Regions from separate parts of the Mus musculus genome. Here all the other regions are linked to region 1. The links are chromatin contacts, called in public HiChIP or PLAC-seq maps. All regions are on one chromosome and are shown on one strand. The core of a region is the stretch at or near the end of the contact, and the rest is flanking DNA. Distances in the headings are between cores, read along the strand shown.

Region 1 (4,159 bases), core at 547-3,046:
TACAGATGGCTGTGAGCCACCATGTGGTTGCTGGGAATTGAACTCAGGACCTCTGGAAGAGCAGTTAGTGCTCTTAATGGCTGAGCCATGTCTTCAGCCTCACACATTTCTTTTATAATCAGAAAAAAAAATGTGTTTATATATTTATTTAGTGTATATTGCATATACATGTATATAGACATGGTGAGGTCACAAAACTCATGATTGTAGATCTCAGGTTAGGTTGGCTACTTTCCTCTCCTTCATATGGAGGGTCATCTGGCTCTCTCCTCAGCTCCCTTCATGCTTAGATTTTTTAAAAAATTATTTTTCTGCATATGAGTGTTTTGCCTTTATCCATGCCAGTGCCATCTGAGATCAGAGGAGGGAGTTGGATCCCCTCGATCCGGGGTTATAAATGGTTGTGACCTGCTATCTGGGTGCTGGGAATAGAAACTCGGCTGCCTACAAACACAAGTGTTCTTAACTACTGAGCAACACACACACACACACACGTGCGCACACACACGCACACGCACACACGTACACACACACGTGCACACACACACACACACACGTGCACACACACATGCACACACACGCGCACACACACGTGCACACACGCGCGCACACACACACACATACACACGCACGCGCACACACACACACACACACACACACACACACACACACACGCACCCTGCCCATTTAATTCCATATTCGTGTGCTATGAAGATGACCCTCTACAGCTAGTCTTGCATTGATGCCTGTATCTTGGGGAACCATAGTAACAAACCGCTGTAGACCTCAGAGCTGCGGTGACCCCCAAGATCAATCCTGTTGAACGTTGGTGTTCCCTCACAGAAGGACTGGGTGGAGAGGGTCTTTGACCCCTCCCTTGATATTCCCTCCTGCACCCTCCAGCCAGCTGGAATTGAGAGCGGCCTCGGTCTTGGGAGGTCCCATATTCTACAGCGTATGAGAGGTTAACTGAGGGGGATTCTAAATATGCAGTTATGAGTAGTCCATTCTGGGGTGGGGCCGATTTGGAGGTCACCCACATTCACTCCTGCTCTGTGAGTAAGTCCAATAATTTATACTCCTTGGTTCCCCAAGTTGGATTTTGATGGAATCCTACTTCGTTTTGTCTGTGGTGCCATAAAAAGTAGGTAGACTTCTCCCCAAGGAAAATTGGCCACATTCCTGTCCCTTCTCTCACCTCTCGGATGAGGAGTCTTCAGGTCACAGGAGAGAATGGTGGTCCCAGCATGCGGAGCACACTCCCCTCACGTGGGCTCACTGGCTCCCTCAGGTTTGCCTAATAGGCCCTCACAAATCCCAAACCCAACTCAACCCTGTCATCTGCCTTTCAGCTATCACACCCAGCCTCTCTCCAAGGGGAGGATGATGGGTGGCCTCTTCTAACACGGAGTCCTGTGCTTCTGAGCTGCTCTGGGTGGGACCCGAGGAAACTTCTTTGCAGCACACACTGGAAGGGCCAGGATCGCGCGCGCTTTGTAGTTTGTGGTCTGGGCCACAGCGACTGGCTGGCTCGCAGATTCCATCTGAGAGCTGTTTTGGTTACTGGGGATGTAATGTGTCGGTGGAGTCAGTCCAGCAGGAGAAGGGGGTCCCGGCCGGGAGGCGTGGCGTGGTTTGCGAGGCGGGTGTGTGTGTGTGTGTGTGTGTGTGTGTGTGTGTGTGTGTGTGTGACTCTGAGGGGCGTGTCGGGGCGTGTCAAGGGAGTGTCCGGGCGGGGGCGGGGCGAGCGGAGCGTAGGAAGGTGTGGCCGCCGATCTGGCCTCACTTCGGCAGTGCGGAGCTAGAGAAGCCTTGACCTTCCCGGCTCAGCGAGTGGAGAACAAAGTGACGGAGAAAACTTCGCGGAGTGTGCCCTGAGTCCCCACGGGGCCTCGCTCAGGGGCGCAGAGCCGGGCTCGACCGGTCCTCTGTGTTGAAACTTGGACCGAGGTAAGGGCGCCGAAGGGAGGGACGCGAGGGAGGGCGTCTGGGTCGTCTCGCATAGGCTCCCGGGATCCTGCAGTGGGGTGCTGCACAGCACAGTCCCAGCCTCCACCAGTGGGCCAGCCTCGTCCGTCCTCTCCGCCCGCTGTGGAGGCAATCAGGGGCGCGGCGGGGTCACTTTGCTGCGTCCAGGAGGGTGGCAGTCTTCAGCGGTTTCGCATTCTCTCTTGTCCAGCTTGGCTCAAGGCAGGATCCTTTTCCAGAAAACTCCGAAGTGAGGTCTTGCCCTGCCCCACGCGTGGCGCGGGTACAATTAGGTTCAGCTGTGCCATCCAGGTTGCGAGGTGGCGGCGCCGTCCATTCCCATCAGTGCCCATTTCCTTGCGTCCAGGGGAGAAGGGCGCAGCAGGGAGAATGTGAGCATCCCTGGCTTGGCCATTGGGGTTGGGAAGAGGGGCGAGGATCGCTCGTCCTGCGACCACCTAGACCCGCGCGACTCCCCGCCGGCTGCGGTGCCAAGTTTCAGTGAAAGCCGACAACATTGTGTCCCTGATGGATCGTATTTACCACAAACAGTTCAGGAAGAAAAGGGCCCATTCTTCCAGCAGCAAAGTGTAGCGAGTAAAATTGAGGGGTTTTTATCTCTGAGACCGGAAACTTAATATGGACGCGCTGCTTCTATGGCCCTCCTTACTTTAAAAAAGAAAAAAGAAAAAGAAAAATAGGGTAACTTTATATTATGGGTGGGGGAAGCTGCTCGTTAGCGAAGATAATTCCATTCCCGGGAAATTTTCCTGCAGTTCCCTGGCAGCTGCTGGAAGAGAAGCCGCTAGGTGACATTCCCAGGCAGACTAGGTGTGCTACAAGTGTACACTCCGGTGAGTGCGAAGGTCCAAGCTTCTCTTCTGGGGCAGTTCTCGCTCTCTATTTCTCTCTATTGTCGCTGTGGTCCTCGTTTAACAGATAACACCTGACGTCTCCAATTCAAGATAGAAAACAATGGTTTTTAAGAGCTTTTTAAAAATGGCTTACAAGTTTCTTAAAGGCACAGATCAAGCTCTGCGAGTAGAGTACCATCTGCTCCTCTTCCGTTTGCGTAGCCCGTGAGTGCATATGTGCTTTCCAACTACTTTTCCTATCTTCCTTCCTTCCTTCCTTCCTTCCTTCCTTCCTTCCTTCCCTCCCTCTTCTCCTCCCCTCCTCCTCCTCCTTCCTCCCCCCCCCCACCTGTTTTAAGTTGTAGTTTTAGCTGGGCATGGTTGTGCACACATTTAATCCCAGCAGATCTCTGAGTTTGAGGCTATTCAAGGCTACACAGTGAGGCCTTGTTTCAAAAAACATAAAACAAAAAAAGAAAGAAAGAAAGAGAAAAGAACAGAACAGAACAAGGGGCCGGTTGGGACAGGCAGACCAGGTGGTAGTGGAGAAATGCCCCAGTGGTTAAGAGCTGGGTTCAGTTCCCACAGCCCACATCAGGCACACAACTGTCTGTATCTCCAGCTCCAAGTGACCTGATTCCCTTCTTACCATCTCCACCTCCTCCTCTTCCTCCTCCTCCTCCTCCTCTTCCTCCTCCTCCTCTTATTCTTCCCCCTCCTCCTACTCGTGCGTATACACACACACACCCTAATAATTAGAAGATTTTTAAAAAAAAGATTATCATATCTTTTTTAAAATTCCAAAAGTCTAATATTAAGATGAATTTAAAAGCACATTTTCATATCATTGGATTTATTTTTCCTGCTCAGCTGAAAGGAAAATGAAACCTGTTACTTTAGGGTGGCAAAGGTCTTTTTTGATGGGTAGAAAAAAATAATGGTGAGGTATATCTGTGTTTGTTATTTACAGTAGCCAAGCAAACTCCCACAGGACCCAAGCTTCCATGTCTAACATCCCATAAAAGATGCTTGAGGGAGGGGCATGGTAGGGCACTGCTGTAGTTCCAGTACTCAGGAAGCTGAGGCAGGAGGATGCTTTGTTGTAGGCCTGCCTAGGCTACATAGCAAAAACCAAACCCCAAAACATGATCTCAGGTACAACATGGGGGCACACACTTTTAATTCTAGCTCCTGGCACTGGGGCATTAGCAGAGGCAGGTGAGTTCCATGAGTTCAGAGCTTGTCACAAGCCAAAAAGAGGCAACAACAAACCCAAACCACAAAGCAAAGTCCCAATACCATGTCAGATGCTTGATAATGAGGCCCTGCCTGCCATT
Region 2 (4,159 bases), core at 648-3,147, 120 kb after region 1:
GGATACACTACTTGGATATGCTTATAGTTACATTTTGTGCTTTCTCCAAACTCCCGTCCTTCTCGAAAGGCCGTGGTTCATGTTATTTGTCAGTTTCTCCAGATCTCCCTCCACCAGATTACTTTATTTTTTCATTTTATTTCTAACAGACATCCGAGCTACTCATGGAAGGTAAACGGTCAGTAGTGGGACTGGAGAGATGGGGTTCGGAGGGTAGGAATGTCTACTGTTGTTCAACAGGCTCCAAGTTCATTTCCTAGCACCAGATGGTGGCTAACAACCACCTGTAACTCCAGTTCTGGGAGGATTTAATGTTCTCTTCTGGTCTCAGAGGATACCAGGCACATGTGTAGTTTGCAGATATATAGCATAATAAAATAATTTTAAAACACTGATAATGGGGCTGAAGGAATGGTTCAACATTTACTGGAGTTTGCTGTTCCTCAGTGGACCTGACTTTAGTTCCCAGCATCCACAGGGCAGCTCACAACTGCCTGTAACTTGAGCTCCAGGAGACCCTGATGCTCTCACCCGACCTCCAGGGGCACCTGCATGGACACATACACACTCTCTCACACCAACATAAATTTAAAAAAAATTAAAATAAGAAAGCCTGCTAATGATCAGCATAAACAAATCTACTCCATCATTGCCAAAACTACCCAACACATTAATGGGAATAATTGGATAAGTTGGAAATTTAGTCTAAAAAAAAAAAAAACAACCTGAGTTAGACACTGACAGTTGCTTTGGGGTGGAGTGGGGTACTCTCTGGTGATATAAAATACTCAGTGTAGACATCTATGTGTTCTGCCTCCTTGTGAAGTTGGGTACAGGCTCTTTAGTGTGCCATTGCTGTTGCTAAAGTTGTTCCTCCTGCATGGCAGCTCGGCCTCAGGTGCCCTGCCTCCTATAGGATGAGTGTGAATGAGTTGAAGAGTCTATAGAATTATATTTTTTCTAATCTGCAACCTCCCAGGATCATGGTGGCAAGAGCAGGTTGGTGGGGGGTGATGGGGCTTAAACTAGGAATCTCCTGTTTTATGCTCTTTTTGGCAAAGTTCTAAGCCCTGGGTAGACAGAAAAGCTGCATCCAATTTTTCTTTTCTATAAAGGATGCTACTTATAAGGAATGCTGTCCGTTTCCTGCCCTGTGGTCTCTGTGTACTTGAAGAGCTGATTTAAAACCCCTTTCAGATCATACTGTTGTTGGAGAATTTGACATAATCCTGTGGTTGATATGTCACACAGATTTGCTATATTCTTACTGTGTCCTGCCTTGTCCTATTAAGTCACGTGTATGTGAATGTGAGTGTGTATATATGAGGTGTGTGTATGTGAGTGTGAGAGTGTGTGTGAGTTAATGTGTGTTTATATGAGTATGTATGTGTATATGTGAGTGTGAGAGTATTTGTGAGTTAGTGTGTGTTTATATGAGTGTACGGTTATGTATGAGTGCGTGCATGTGAATGTGTGTGTGCGAGTTAGTGTATGTTTGTATCAGTGTGTGTGTGAGTATGTATGAGTGTGTGCATGTGAATGTGAGAGTGTGTATATGTGCATGAATATGTGTGTGTGACTGTGTATGTATGTTTTTTTGAAAAGCTTTTCATAAGCTTTGGCTCTGTGCAGTGTAAGTGTTCCTGTGTATTTTAAGCCCACAGCTCATGTCAACATTATGATACTCAGTGTTTGTTAGTTAATCATTTGTATTAGCTGTAGTCCTTTAATGGCTAGGAAGTGTTGGTCTATGATAAAATCCCAGCGTTTTAAGCTTGCATCTCTTTAAACATCGTGTAACAAAGTTCTTATTTTAAAAGCTTAAAGAGTGAGATCATCAAAGCATTATTAAGACTCATGGCAGACTTTGAGAGGAAATTTTGCTAAAATAATCACTGATGACGAAGGTCAGTGCTTGGTTAAATCAGGCTCAGGTTTCCACATACTCCTGTTGAATCCTCAAGTCCCAAAGCTAGCAAAGACATCGCTCCAGCCCCCTGTTTGCTCGATTTAAAGATGAAACCCTGCATAGGGATACAGGAGACTCTCCATCTTTGTGTTGGTTGCTTTAATGGTACAACTTTACATCTTTCTGTCCCTTGTCACAGAACACAGGTCTAGGTTCAAATTGAACTGCAGCTTAAAGTAAAAGAGACCTTTTTTGTTGTTGTTGTTATTTTTAATACCCCTTTGGCTGAAAATTCTGCTCGTGGCTGGTTGAATAATTACAATTATCATTCACTGGTTGTCTTGTGCTATAATCTCGGAGAGTATTTGTAGCACACAAAGCATCTGTTTTTATACAGTAAGTACATTATGTGTGTTGGAGTTACACAGAAAGGCTGTTGTGAGGGAGGAGCTGAACCCCCTTTTAAATGCCCCACTATAATTGGTACATCCTGTGAGGGTCTCACAGTGAGTCACCCTAATTGGAAGTCTGTTAGCGCTGGAGGAAAGCCAGCCTTCTTGGAGCATTTTTTTAAAGGACACCTTGGCCAGCCCCAAATGGGAGCTTTTCAGAGCCTCCTTGATGAGTAATAATGAGTCTCAGACAGTGTTTGGCAGGGAGGTGTTTGTTGTGGAGATGTGTCAACAAATCTCCCACCGAGCTAGGGTGGCAGCTGCCCCAGAAAGCCACAACAGCCATGGCAGCCCCTGGCCTTGGCCTCTGTTCCTATAAAACTGTCTGGGGTGTCCTGCCTTTCTGTGACAGTAAGTAAATGAAGGATTGCCTCATTACTTATTAGCTACAGACTTGGGGGTGGGGGCTAAGGGTGGAGAGTGTTGGGCGCCCTGATGTCGGTTTCTCAAATGGAAAATGTGAACAAAATAACCAACTGTTGACCACGGTGTACAGGCTGTTTAAATAGAATGCTAGTCTGGAACCCTCCACAGCACATGCACGCATATAGACCGTATCCATGTTTGTCTCTTTCCATATACATAGCTGGCCAGTCAGGTCTTCGTTTTTCCTTCCTAACCACTGGTGTCTGGGCATCTGCCCAAGAAGGAAATAAACACTACATCCTCGATGATATGGAGCTGTCAAGAAAAGCCAGAGCTCATCATTTCTTTTGTGCTGTCCCCTCATCTCACTTGCTAATAGACTCTCCTTTTGTCAGCGACAGCAGTGGTGTGGGCCCCCCACCCCCTGCTTTTGACAGACACTGTGATTTTGCTACTCACATCCTGTCCCTACAATGATCCAGGCAGTAATTATAAGTCATTGGACCCAAAAGCATCTGCTACAAGAACACACAGGGTTACCATTGTGTGTGTGTGTGTGTGTGTGTGTGTGTGTGTGTGTGTGTGACACATACTGAGCCTAAGTAATTGGACGTGTGGTTTTGGGACCATTAGTGCCATGATGATGATGATGATGTAGATGATGATGATGATGTAGATGATGATGATGATGATGATGATGATGATGTAGATGTAGATGATGATGATGATGTACTAGTGTAGAAGTTGCCCTATCAGGAAAGCTAGCTTGATTTACAATTTTTACAATTGCTAAGGTGGCGTGTTATGGCTGGGGCTAGAGTTCCAGCAGGAGTTGGGCTGTGAGGAGACAGCACTGCACCCCATCCCAGGTTCCCCAAGGTTTCAGAACGAGGAATAATTCTCATGCAGTTCTGGGCAGTGTCTGTCACTGAACCGTGCATGAATGGTGTTCAGACTCTGTCCAAGCTGACTAAAGAAGAAGGCTTTCAGTATGTCTCCCCAATGCCATTCCTCCTGGGGTGACCTTGTGAAGCTGGTATTTGTGGTGGTCACCTCTAAGGGGAGGGAGGTGTTGAAACAATAGGTTACCTACCAGGCTACCTAAGGGTAGCAAGACAGGATTTGAGCTGGACCATTTTTGCTTCTTTTCTTTATGTTCTCCAGCAGCTGAGAACTTTGAACAGGGCTTTGGAAATGATCTTTTGACCGGAGGGAGGTAGGTTAGTAGAACAGGAGAGAGCAAGTAGGCTACGTAACACTCTTGTCGGAGCTAGCCAGCGATGGGCCTTTGGATGAGTCCTTTTAAAAGCACTTGTGAGAAGGGTGTGTGGGAAGGAATTTTCCAGATGTCCCATTTGTGTGTGTGAGTGTGTGTGTGTGTGAGTGTGTGAGAGTGTGTGTTGAGTGTGTGTGTGTTGAATGTGTATATGTG
Region 3 (4,159 bases), core at 476-2,975, 67 kb after region 1:
AGTTCCTCAGAAAATTGGACATAGTACTACCAGAGAATCCCACAAACTTCTCCTGGGCATATATCCTGAAGATGTTCCAACCGGTAAGAAGGTCACATGCTCCACTATGTTCATAGCAGCCTTATTTATAATATCCAGAAGCTGGAAAGAACCCAGATGTCCCTCAACAGAGGAATGGATACAGAAAATGTGTTACATTTACACAATGGAGTACTACTCAGCTATTAAAAAGAATGAATTTATGAAATTCCTAGGCAAATGGATGGACCTGGAGGGCATCATCTTGAGTGAGGTAACCCAATCACAAAAGAACTCACATGATATGTACTCACTGATAAGTGGATATTAGCCCAGAAACTTAGAATACCCACGATACAAGATACAATTTGCAAAACACATGAAACTCAAGAAGAAAGAAGACCAAAGTGTGGACACTTTGCCCCTTCTTAGAATTGGGAACAAAACACCCATGGAAGGAGTTACAGAGACAAAGTTTGGAGCTGAGATGAAAGCATGGACCATCTAGAAACTGCCATACAAAGGGATCCATCCCATAATCAGCCTCCAAACACTGACACCGTTGCATACACCAGCAAGATTTTGCTGAAAGGACCCTGATATAGCTGTCTCTAGTGAGGCTATGCCGGGGCCTGGCAAACACAGAAGTGGATGCTCACAGTCAGCTATTGGATGGAACACAGGGCCCCCAATGGAGGAGCTAGAGAAAGTACCCAAGGAGCTAAAGGGGTCTGCAACCCTATAGGTGGAACAACAATATGAATTAACCAGTATCCCCGGACCTTGTGTCTCTAACTGCATATGTATCAGAAGATGGCCTAGTCGGCCGTCATTGGGAAGAGAGGGCCCCTTGGTCTTGCAAACTCCCCCATATGCCTCAGTATGGGGGAATGCCAGGGCCAAGAAGTGGGAGTGGGTGGGTAGGGGAGTGGGGGGGCTTGGAGGACTTTTGGGATATCACTTGAAATGTAAATGAAGAAAATACCTAATTAAGAAAAAGAAAGAAAAAAAATTATAGATTTTCTTGACTTTTTTTTTGTTTTTTGTTTTGTTTTGTTTGTTTGTTTGTTTGTTTGTTTGTTTGAGACAGGGTTTCTTTGTGTAGCCCTGGCTGTCCTGGAACTCACTCTGTAGACCAGGCTGGCCTCGAACTCAGAAATTTGCCTGCCTCTGCCTCCCAGGTGCTGGGATTAAAGGCGTGCGCCACCACTATCCAGCTTTTCTTGACCTTTTAAAAAATTACTTAGTATATTTAGTTTTGTTCTCATTTGTGGTGGGTGTTACTCTTCCCCACCCCATTTTATGAAGAAACAAATAGAGTTTAGAGAGTATTAATATTAGTCAAGTGAGTTGCTGACCTGGGAGCTGAGATATTTTCATTATCTTTACATTTTATTTTTTTTATTGTTATTTGTGTGATAGTAGTACATATGTGTTTGTATAAATTATTTTGATCTTTTTTCATGGCTGAATATCAAATCCAATGTTTGGTGCATGCTAACAAACACTTATCACCAAGTCCTCAACGTTTAAAAATAAATGATTATTTGACAATGTTACCCTTGCACATAATATATTCTGGTCGCACTTCTTACTGGCACCCCTCTTATCCCCACCCACACTCTTCTTCCTATCACATCCGGATTCGATTCTGATGTCTTTTTATTGCAGCTTTGCTTTTGCTCTGTGACTCTCTGAGGTTAGTCAGAGGGCAGCCTGGATGGGTGTGGCTATGGAGCTGTCCATTAGAGTATGGGTATCCGCAGTGGCTACATTACTGAACACAGTGACTTCCTCTCCCTCCGCAACTTGCCATTGCCAATAGCTCCTCTGAACAGTCTGTTTCCCATGATCCTCTTGTCTGTGGCTGACTCTTGATGGACCTAGTCTCATACAGATCCTGTGTAGGCACCTGCAGCTCCCCACAGTATCTGAGGACTTATAACTGCTATGGCCAGGCTTCATAGCTGTCCTCTTTGTCTTCTGGCTTTTTGTCCTTCCTGTCTACTCTCCCATGACCAGATTTCAATTTATTCTAGAGGAATTTCTCCATCATTTTATTATTTTACACCTTCCATCTCCTCTCCAATAAATGCAGAAACCCTCATGAACACGCCTTTGTGAGCATGTGTGCTCCCACCATGTAGAATATTCATAGTCTTGATTACAATCAGAGGAAAAGTTTTGTTTAGTCTTGACTAGGCATTTGAGTAAAACAGTGTTTTTCATGGACTGACATGTGTGAACACGTATGCCATTTACTCCCACCTTTTATTAAGAAAATTTGCAATTTTTTTCTGAGTATAACAACATCCAAAAAGCTATATAGTGAGAACCCCTTCAAATTAAATTTAATTTCATTCTATGCCACTTAAATTCTATGATTGTTAGCACTTGTATGGTATTTGCCTTTAACTATATGCTTTTGTATTATATGCTTCTGAAGTGAACACTTCCCAAGTAGCAATTTACATGTTTCTCAGGGATCTTTGCCAAGGAGTTTAATTTTAGATGCCCGTTAACACATATGCCCCGTTACACCAGCTTGTAATGGAACTGCAAAAAGATGAAGCCTGGCTTTCTGGTTTAAAAATATTCTGAGTTTTGGAATTTTGAGATGAAGATCTCAGTTGAGAGTGTTTTATTGAAGCTTCCATGTCTAAGAAGCTTGAAAAGCTCTCTTATGTCACTCTAAACTACAGCAACCTGGTACATACTAAGGTTACTAGAGTGACTTCAACAATAATCACAAGTCCACTCAAAAAACATCAGACCGTAGCTGGCAGGGATTTGTTGTCATAGCTCGTTCTGACATAATGGGATCTACTTACAAAACGTATGGTGAGATCAGAATTACCTTCAAATCTAGAAGCAGGAACAATCTATGGATGCTCACGTGATTCCAAACAAGCAAAATTGTGCTGATAGGGTGTCTCCTCTTGGCTGCTTCTGGGTTTCTACCTACTGGCAGAATTTCTCCCTGTGTGTATCTAGGAGTCTTCTCCAGTATCAGAGTTACATGGGTCACTTTTTATTTGCTTGTTTTAATTTTGTGTATGTATGTGGCATATGCACATGCATGTATCTGTGAGATACAGTCTGGAGGCCAGACATTGACTTCTAGCTATCTTTTCTATCTCTTTGAGACAAGGTCTCTCATGGAATTTGGAGTTTCTCATTTTGGCTAGACTGACTATCCAGTGGACCCTCAGATCCACCCATCTCCTCTCATTCCAGCCCTGGGTTCCAGGCAGACCTGGTCACACCCAGCTTTTATGTGTGAGCCAGGGATGGAACTTAGGTCCCTCTGTGTATGCCCTTTGTCCACCGAACCACCCCTTCTCCTCCCTGCTCATGTTTTTTTAAAAAGTAACAGTGGAGATGCTGCTAGGCTTAAGGGAATTGGAGGTCATTGAGGTGGCAGTATTCTTAGTCCTTTGGTATTTACCTAGGGCCTTTCAAAAATACATCTTTGGGGAATTCCCAAGTTTTGTGTTCTGTGACTTGGCTTCCATGGCAACCTTCTTATTCAGCCAGAGGATGTGGTTATTTTGGGGGTGTGCCTTTGCTTGGACTTGTGCTGACCAGCTCTGTCACCTAGTCACTTCATTTTGACCTCGGCTATCTGTCATTTATCTTTGAGATAGAATCACACTCTGTAGCCCAGGCTACCCTTCAGCTCCTGACAACAATTTTTACCTCAGCCTCCCAGGTGCTAGGTACATGCAGGCATAGGTCATCATGTTAGGCTAAGGCATCTATGTTTAAATCTGTACCCGGTGGTGCTGAGTTGAGTGACTTTTAGACCCACTCCATTGGTATTAAAAGTTTTTGGCTCTGTGTTAATTAAAAAAAAAATTGTGGCAGTTCTATTTGCTTTGTAAATGTTAGACTGATGACTTTCTGCAGTTTTTTTTTTTTTCCAGTTGAGGTCATGAAGCATCTCAAGTGTGTGTCACACTATGTAAAATATTGTTCTCAATGTGGGTTCATATGTGTGAATGTATACATGTCAACAAGATATGTCTTAAAATCCAAATAGGGAATTACAAGTTTATCTAACTATAGTAGAATCTGGTCCTTAATAACTCACCAATGGCATATTTAGCTCAGTTCACTTTTTAAAAAATTATTGGATATG

The links. HiChIP or PLAC-seq counts read pairs in DNA pulled down with a chosen protein or histone mark.
Region 2: a FOXA1 HiChIP or PLAC-seq map of pancreatic cancer cells shows a contact between it and region 1. The contact joins the enhancer-like site here to the promoter of Tiam2 in region 1. A contact is called at or near these places in 12 of 39 promoter capture datasets (the 3T3-L1 cell line, 3T3-L1-derived adipocytes, the HPC-7 cell line and 7 more), 1 of 15 datasets of contacts at CTCF or cohesin (the NIH/3T3 cell line), 27 of 484 Hi-C or Micro-C datasets (the 3T3-L1 cell line, the HL-1 cell line, the MNK3 cell line and 15 more), 13 of 115 datasets of contacts at active chromatin or transcription factors (astrocytes, bone marrow-derived macrophages, craniofacial prominence and 8 more) and 3 of 9 other capture datasets (adipose tissue, liver and pancreatic islet).
Region 3: a contact with region 1 is called in an HNF4G HiChIP or PLAC-seq map of pancreatic cancer cells. The contact joins the enhancer-like site here to the promoter of Tiam2 in region 1. A contact is called at or near these places in 1 of 39 promoter capture datasets (cranial neural crest), 1 of 15 datasets of contacts at CTCF or cohesin (the NIH/3T3 cell line), 6 of 484 Hi-C or Micro-C datasets (cerebellar granule neurons, cerebral cortex, cortical neurons and 3 more), 11 of 115 datasets of contacts at active chromatin or transcription factors (craniofacial prominence, embryonic fibroblasts, embryonic forebrain and 7 more) and 3 of 9 other capture datasets (adipose tissue, liver and pancreatic islet).

The regions. Positions count from the first base shown.
Region 1 is chr17:3,324,777-3,328,935 of GRCm38.p6, forward strand. Tiam2 (T cell lymphoma invasion and metastasis 2) reads left to right here and starts at 1,797. Exons shown (of 27, transcript NM_001122998.1): 1 at 1,797-1,950.
Region 2 is chr17:3,440,199-3,444,357 of GRCm38.p6, forward strand. All of the region lies in intron 9 of Tiam2 (T cell lymphoma invasion and metastasis 2), which reads left to right. Among named protein-coding and RNA genes, the nearest start is that of Gm52295, 34 kb to the left of the region's middle. Within about 2 kb of position 1,898, at least 64 of the 459 cell types and tissues checked have an H3K27ac peak or open chromatin away from gene starts, as enhancers often do. A contact at or near this core is called in the HL-1 cell line, the N1E-115 cell line, the NIH/3T3 cell line and 8 more, where this site is marked.
Region 3 is chr17:3,391,651-3,395,809 of GRCm38.p6, forward strand. All of the region lies in intron 1 of Tiam2 (T cell lymphoma invasion and metastasis 2), which reads left to right. Among named protein-coding and RNA genes, the nearest start is that of Gm52295, 15 kb to the right of the region's middle. Within about 2 kb of position 1,726, at least 1 of the 459 cell types and tissues checked has an H3K27ac peak or open chromatin away from gene starts, as enhancers often do. A contact at or near this core is called in pancreatic cancer cells, where this site is marked.